Linked DNA regions of Gossypium hirsutum: regions 1 and 2 are each linked to region 3. The links are chromatin contacts, called in public Hi-C maps. All regions are on one chromosome and are shown on one strand. The core of a region is the stretch at or near the end of the contact, and the rest is flanking DNA. Distances in the headings are between cores, read along the strand shown.

Region 1 (2,700 bases), core at 37-2,536, 190 kb before region 3:
ATCAATATACAAATACAACTAATACCGCCTTCTCGAGTATAAAAATAAGAAAAGTTTAATTAACATGATATTGAATATATATTTACATGTTTTAAAAGAAGGTGCAGGACATGTGTCTTATTCCTTATCATTTATTACTACTCACACTTGTAATCTGATAATGCATACATCTGACAAAATGTGGGTGAAATTTGAAGCTCGATTTGCAACTAGAGGAATTTAGGCTGTGGAAGCATGCATTGTAAATTTTTGGGACTTCTTGTTAGTGGTTAAGACAATTATCTGACAGCCACAAAGGGAGTTTCCTCGTAGGGCCACAAGAGGAACAAATAAGAATATCCCAACAAATCCGTGAAAGATGTAGCCATAAAAAGCATCACAAATTCAAAAACAAACAGCAAATTCTGTCATATAACCCTTTTGAAGATTGAAATGTCTTCAGGATGGGAAGATTATTACTTATGTTGACAGATGTTGATGACCCTACATCCAGTTCCGTTCCTATGTGACCAATTCATTCAATCACGGTTAAGAACCGGCATTCAACAAATCTAAGATTTGAACCCCACAGATCCAGGAGCTAACCAGTAAACATGTATGTCTCATTGACTAGCATAGTCATAAATCAGCTCATCGAGGGAACTGTTTTGTCATGAATTAACCATAATGACCATCCTCTAGTCATAGAGGGCAACCTTTCAAGGCTTGTTAGGAATATGAAGGGCTTTGCTAATGCTATCCCTCACCCTCAGCTTCCAAAATGGCAAAACCCCAACCAAACCAAGACATATTCCCTTTTCTTCACAAGTTCAAATTATCAACATCTCTTCACAAGTTGTGTTGCGGTAGGCAGTTAAACATATAAAGGCTACCCTTTTCTTCACCCATAGACTTCCTTTTCTTCCATCTTTAGGTTTTATAATACAGAGAAAAAGAAGTATAAAGTATTGGATGACCCTACAATACGAATAAAGAAAAAAAAAACACCAATTGCTGGACAAAAGTAGAGTAGGGGTAGGAATACGTACCTCATTTGGTGCTGTAAAGATTAAAAAAAAAAGCAATCCAGAAAGAAAATATATAGCCTCCTCTAAGTGGCTTCATGATATCAGCTTGCACGCTTTCAATCAACAAAATACGGACTTGAGCTTCAAATGCTATGGTCTGCAGTCTACAATCGAAATAAGGGCACACTGCTATCATAGAAGCCAATGGCATATTGCTTTGGTTGTAAAAAGAGAACATTCCAAACTTCAACGAATATGCCTTATCTGCTTACACTTGGAAAAATTAAAAATTAAGTTCTGCAGCGCGCGTCTAGTAGTTGTGAGAAATGCCACTGTGGCCCAGTTATTGGCAAATAAAGCAGCAAGCAGGGCCAAGAATATTTTTATACTTAAAAGAAATAAGGAGAATTTTAGAACTTAAAAACAACCCAGATTGCTAGGGCCTGGGGCAATGTACTAACATTTGGATTGGGCTTTGGGAGAAACTGGTTTAAAAAGCCCAATAAACCTGAAAAGGAGAAGCAATAAAAAAGAAGAAAAAAAAAAGTAAAGGAGCTAGAAATGGGATATGATTAAGCCTTAAACTTGAAAAGGAACAATTGTTGTTTACCTCAAGAAAATGGATAAGTGATGGGCCATCCTTCATCTTCAAAAGGAGAGGAAATGGAAACAAAAATATGTAAATTCCCAATACTGATTACCCTCATAATTTCAGAGGCATTGATGTTTCTCTTTTATAGACTAGTTAACTTGTTTATGCATATCTAGTTTTCATCTTTTTTCATCTTTTTTGTATCTTTGGATTGGGCTTATGAAGTTGAAATGTTTTTGGTTGGGTTGATTCTTAATAGTGAAGAGATAGATGTTAACACTTTGGAATGGTAATTTTTTAGTATGTCTATGCTTTGGCCATTTTGGTTGATGGTTTGATCATGAATAGGTGGTTAATGTTATGTGTTCTTCTTAGCTTGGTTGTTTGAAGGAATAACCTTTGATCATGGTGCCTTTGAAGGATATATTGGTTAAATATAGGATGAATGAAATTTTGGCATGTAATTGATGATTTGAATGTGTTTTTGAACCTAGGAAATGATCTAGATATGGCATGTCTTGTTGTGCAAGGAATGGTGCATGAAATTGCTTGTTTTAAGAGTAAAAAATGGTGCACACTGCCAGAGACATAGGCCGTCACACAGCCGTGTGTATTTATTGTTTTAAGTTGTAGTATTCACATAGCCTAGCACATGGTCATGTGATCCAAAACAGTTTGTCATGTAATGACCCAAAATTCACGAGCATCGAAAAAGTACATTATCAGGCCTCCGTCTTAGCAAAATGGGTTCGCAAATATTTATTAGGAATATTTTTTAGGCCAGTTGTGTGTTTAAATATGCTTTAATTAAGTGAATTTAGCCTAATTAAGAGAAATTAGGAAAAAGGACTAAATTGAATAAAGGGTAAAAGTTGAATTATAGATTAATAGAAAGTAAAAAGGGCTAAAATGACAAATAAGCCATTTAGCATAAGTTGAGGCGGCAAGCATGTTAAAAATCTAAGATATTTTTAGATTTTAATCATGTAAATATATATAATTTAATTATAAAATATATTATTAAATTAATTAATTATAAATATCATATTATGAATTAAATTAAATTAAAGCCAAGTGTATGATGATAAAAATATACAAATG
Region 2 (2,700 bases), core at 64-2,563, 140 kb before region 3:
CTGTAGTAATTACCAGTTGTTTGCAATAATCTTTCCAGCTCTCCTCATTTAGACCAAAGTTAAAGAAGCCTGAAAGATCAACACCAGGATATTTCCACGGCTTTTATTCAAAATTGTCAATGTCAACATCAAATATTGTTCTAGCTTCACATAGGGAACAAAAAAATTGTCAGACAAAACAAGCAAAGAAGTTAAAGAGTTTGCAAACGATATTTGAAGAATGAAATACAACAATTTCTGGAAGAAGGCAAAATTATCCTGCAATAAGCAATTTATCTCCATATTCAGCTTCTACAAGCCAAATTTTTTTTTTTCATTCTACTATAAAAAGTGCAGTACACAACAGATGATTAGAACCTTGACATGTAAAAGAGATTGCTATAAACTTTCCATTCAATAACACATTTAAGAAAAATACCAACATTAGCATCATGTAACCAAACGCTAATTGTATTGTAAAAGAGATTGCTAAATCAGAATCTCTTTATAGCAAGTACGACAACATATACAAATAAAAAGCAAGGGCACATACACTGAAACCAAAATATCAATTATAATAAGAATCTCAAGCTGGAAATAACTTGACTTTTATGCCAATAAACCTAATTGAAAATTTTTGCGAAATCAAAATTTCCCCCTAAAGAGGAAAATTTCTTCCACAGGAATTTAGAATCAAAACTAAAATTTGAAAGATCAGAAGGTACTTCTCTAAATCCAATAAAAAAGAACAATCCAAAATCAGCATTAAGAAACCAGAAAGAAAATAGAGGAAGAAAAGTAATGGGAAATTGGAAAGATTAGAAAGAGGTACCCTTGGACATTCTTGAGGATTTGATTAAACCTGGAATCAAGGCTTTCTTTGTTACGCTGATCTTCTTCGCCATGGCTGCTGCTGTTGTTCTTTCAAACCCCTCTTCCTGCTCACTCCAAACGTTCTACACGGGTATATTGGGGGAATGGTGAGAGTAAAGAGAAAGTAAAAGAAGAGAAAGTTTATATAAAAAAGAGAAATTTCATACTCGCATAATCTTTAAAATTTGTTGAAAAAATCTCATATGGGAGTTGGGAGTTCAAAATGATGTGAGATGGGTAGAAAAGGAAAGAAAAATAATTTTGTATATTACTGAAAGCTTTGAATAACTATTCAGAGGAGGTGGCATTGAATAGCTATTCACAGGTTTTGAGGAATCAGGCTGTAATGGCTGTTCAAACTGTAATGGTTATTTAAAGGAATAGGTTTACAGCCAACCAAACCCCTGAAAAGTTTTATTGTATTGAATAAGGGGGAGAATGGCTAAGCCATTCATGTGAACCACGTAAAGCATCCGGATAGTAAATTATATAAATTTAATTTTTTAATAGAAATCAAATTAAATTTTAGAATAAGTTGATTAGTTTGGCTTACATTACCATGGATGAGAAGTAGTGATTATAAACCTTCTTTTGTAATAAAAAAAAGAGATCATCCCTAAACAAATATTAAAAAGTAAACTTGGAGAGTGAATTTTACTTCTCGATTTCATATAGGTAATGGTATCAAATCTTTCACCATCCTTAAGAACAAAAAGTAAAACAAGTTAATCAAAACAACGATAACGTATAATGAAAGAAGAATGAAAAATAATAATCAGATATGAAATATTAAATAAAAGAAACTTCTTGTAAAAAAAATTGTATTTTATCGTCAAAGATATTGAAAATCATGAAGAATAAATTTGATCGTCGACAAAAGGAACTATCACTTTGAGAAAGATCTTGCTGATAATGTGTTATAAAATAAAGAGAGTAAAGAACAAAGAAAATATGAGAAGTAATAGATAATGTATTTTATTGATCAATGGGATGATTACAATACTTCATCAAAGTCTCTATTTCTAGGCATAATAAGTATAAAAGAAGCAAAGATCTAATTCTAATAACTATTAAAATTTAAAGTAAATTAAAATTTTACCTTGATCATGATGAACATCCACTTAATAAGATATTCATAACATTTTTAAAATTTTTAATTAACTAAGAAAAAAATTGTTACTGTGAAAAATTATGAGGACAAAAAGGTAATTAACTAACTAAAAGCACTTTTGGCCTAGAAAAAAAGTTAAAAATTTCAACTTTTTCAATGGAAGAAAAAGGACTTGTTAAACGGGCTTTTTAAGTTGAACTGGAGTTTGTTCAGTAAATAATTTAAGGGAAAAACACTTTTTGGATGAAAGTTCTTTTGGAAGCACAAATAAACAAGCCCTTACAAGTTGTAAAAAGGTCTTCTTTTCCATGGCCAACCGTTATTTGGCCCACCATTTATTAATATCTTATTATTATTAGGGTAAAAGGTCAAAATTTTCTTTATGGAAAGGTAAATATATATATTTACTTAAGTTTGGTTTCCACATATAAATTAGCACATATGTCTTTTTTAAATATAATGATAAATTTAGCCCTTAACAGTTATATTTTTTTATTAATTTGACTCTTATTTTTTTAGTTAAATTCATTCCTCAGTCTTTTAAAAGGAGAAATTTGACCAATCTTTCAAAAAGAGTATTTGCTTTTTTTTAATGGAAATACATTAAAATTCTAAATTTTTAAACATGGTAGCTTACATGATAATCTATGTGTACTTTATGCTTTTTTTTTGAAATTTTTATGAAATATTTATAATTTTAATGAACTCTATGTATTTTGATTTTTGAATTTTTTTCA
Region 3 (2,700 bases), core at 84-2,583:
AGCGGTGGTTGATGCAGCTTTGGAGGCCCATCCGCACTGTCCGCAGCTATATCTTTATAGCACAGCTAATAAGGTTGTTCCGTATAGCACTGTCCCCCTTCCTCTGCTGTCAAATCCCCAACAGATGTGATTTGCAGCTCTTCCCTTTAGCATTGATGACCAGCTCAACGCTCGACATTGCACGTTCTATACGGTGGCCATAGGCTGTTTCAGTTACTAGCCAACGACTGGTTTTAGTTTTAAAATTATTTGGTGCTAGCAATGCTTGCATTGCATTGAGTTACTGATGACAAACATTTGAAATAACATGCATTAAGACGCAAAGATTTTTGTGCTCTGACAGCAAAGGTTAATTTTAAATATTTCACATTTTGCATTGTTCTTCTCTCTTTTATTTTCTAATGTATATTCTAGCTTAATAATAATTTAAATAAATAAATCATTGCAATATATATAAGAATAATTTAAAATATAAATTTATTAATATATGTAAAAATAGTTTTTTCGAAAAATATTTTTAAAAATCTGTCAAATAACAGAAAATATTTATACAGATTTATCCAAACACCAGAATAGTAAATCATTATTCAGAAATTATTTTTCGGAAAATATTTTATTGGCAAACAAACAGAGCCGTAATGTATCTTCTGTATTTAAATATCTTCTGTATTTAAAGCCTCAGACACCTTAAAATTATTTTAAAATTATTTATGTGCCGGGTTAGGTTCAAGTCAAATTTTAATAAATTTTTAAGGTCAGATTATTAGATTTGGATTTAGTCTGAAAAATAAATTAGAATTTCTGTTCAAACTCAATACAGATAAAAATATTAAAATTCGGACTTGATCTATATTAATTTAATTTATTTTTATTTTTTATATAAAAAATTAAAAAATATAATATATCAAATACACTACAAATATTAAAATAAATATTTTTTAGTAAATTAAAAATAAATTAAAAATATGTATACTTAAATAACACTAAATTAAATACAATTTAATAATCAGATATTTCTAAAATAGTAATAAAATAATAGTAAAATGATAACAAAATAATATCAAAAAATAAGAAAACAACAGCAAAACATAAAAAAATAACAATAAGTTGTTTTTGTTGGAAATTTGGGTTGAGCTGAATTTGAAGCAAATACCTTACCTAAAATCCGATTTATTTTCTAAATAACTTTATGTTTTATTTTTTAAATCTATTTTTCGAATTTATATTTTTAACAAAATTGTTTTATTTTTTTGGCCATCCCTTCGGGCCAGCGGCCCAGGACATGTACAACCTCTACCTATATATAATAATATTTTATCCTGATGGATCCAAATTCAAAATTCGATTGAGAGAAGCGAACATAAGAAGCTGTTTATTTCTTCTTTTCACTTTTTTCGTCGATACCCTTGGGAGAACAAACAAATGACGGCGGTCCCGCCGGCGGCGTCGGGGCAGCCAATATCGGCGTCTGTGGTGAATTCGTTTCGAGTGGCGGCCGTAGCTGAGCGCTTGGCTACTCATACTCAGCCTGGTAGACAGCCTCAAAGCTCGGAGTTCTTCAGCCTGTGCCTCTCTCTCGCCAGGCACGTTTCTTGTTTATATTAATATATATATTTTTTGTCCTACCAAAAAAGGATGCTTCCATATCTTTACATTGTTGTCTGTTGCTTGATTTTGCTTTCGTTAACTGTCGAACACGGGTATGCCTGTTCTAATTTTATAAGTTCTTCATATATTTGGGAATGATACCCATATTTGCATCTGAGTGTACTCGGATTCAAATGTCCAATATGGATGTTTTAGAGAAAATAAAACTCCGGGTAACTTAGGTTTTAGTTTGTGCAATTTAGTGAAGTTTGGTTAGAGATTCAATTATTTTGGTTTTGAAGTTGCGTGTTTTCTTGAACGAATGTGGACTGTAATTTATCATTTCAGATCTCTTTTCATCCCTAAAAGTGCTTTAATTTTCCATGTTTTTATTGTATGTTTAAAAAAAAAAAAAAGAAGGTTCTTGACAGTTGTGTATTCTCATTTGGTTTGTAAGCTATGCGTGAGTGGTGATTATGGACTAGGAGAATTTAAGCTTTGATGTTTTTCTTTTGTTCAAATATTGAAAATGGATTTTAATTTTGCATTAGTGATTGTTTCAATTTTGTTTTGAATTTAGCTCTGTATGTGAGTTCATGCTTTATTCTGTTTTGTCTATGCTTGTTCCACTGTCCCATATTATTTGATTCCACTTGAATAGGATTTGATATATTCTTACTTTTGATTTCATAATTATTTGTTTGAATTGTGCAGAGGCATTGATTATGCAATTGCCAACAATGAGGTTCCTGCTAAAGCGCAAGAATTACCTCTATTGTTGAAGCAGGTATGGCTTAAGTTCTACTCCCGTAGATGTTATCATTTAATTATATTGACCTTTACCTATTTTTGTTGCAAGCACCACTTGTAGATTTTTTTACTCCTTCCATCTGATGATAACTGTTCTCATATCAGCTAACAAACGGAATTGGAGTATTATGTTTTTGTCTTTGCAAATAATATGTATGTCACCAATATGTTTCTCTGCTTTATAGATATGTCAACACAGAAATGACCTCTTCTTACAAGCAGCTATTATGGTGTTGATGATATCAGTAAAGGTACTTCTGAATACTTTCATCTAGATAGATCCCTGTTGTCTAGTTGTGTGAT

Evidence for each region. A called contact is a pair of places that touch in the nucleus more often than the background predicts.
Region 1: a contact with region 3 is called in a Hi-C map of leaf, with 2.7 times the contacts expected there. The contact joins the promoter of LOC121204974 here to the promoter of LOC121204462 in region 3. A contact is called at or near these places in 3 of 34 Hi-C or Micro-C datasets (all in leaf).
Region 2: a contact with region 3 is called in a Hi-C map of leaf, with 1.9 times the contacts expected there. The contact joins the promoter of LOC107947595 here to the promoter of LOC121204462 in region 3. A contact is called at or near these places in 5 of 34 Hi-C or Micro-C datasets (hypocotyl and leaf).

What each region holds. Positions count from the first base shown.
Region 1 is chrA08:90,567,304-90,570,003 of Gossypium_hirsutum_v2.1, forward strand. LOC121204974 (reticulon-like protein B3) reads right to left here and starts at 1,287. Exons shown (of 5, transcript XM_041075900.1): 1 at 1-1,287.
Region 2 is chrA08:90,625,131-90,627,830 of Gossypium_hirsutum_v2.1, forward strand. It overlaps LOC107947595, which reads right to left and starts at 1,314. Exons shown (of 6, transcript XM_041074475.1): 1 at 1,020-1,314; 2 at 812-935; 3 at 14-69.
Region 3 is chrA08:90,760,755-90,763,454 of Gossypium_hirsutum_v2.1, forward strand. LOC121204462 (E4 SUMO-protein ligase PIAL2) reads left to right here and starts at 1,334. Exons shown (of 16, transcript XM_041074271.1): 1 at 1,334-1,583; 2 at 2,302-2,374; 3 at 2,583-2,648. The coding sequence starts at 1,423. It overlaps LOC107947560, which reads left to right. Exons shown (of 3, transcript XM_016882184.2): 3 at 1-376. The coding sequence ends at 130.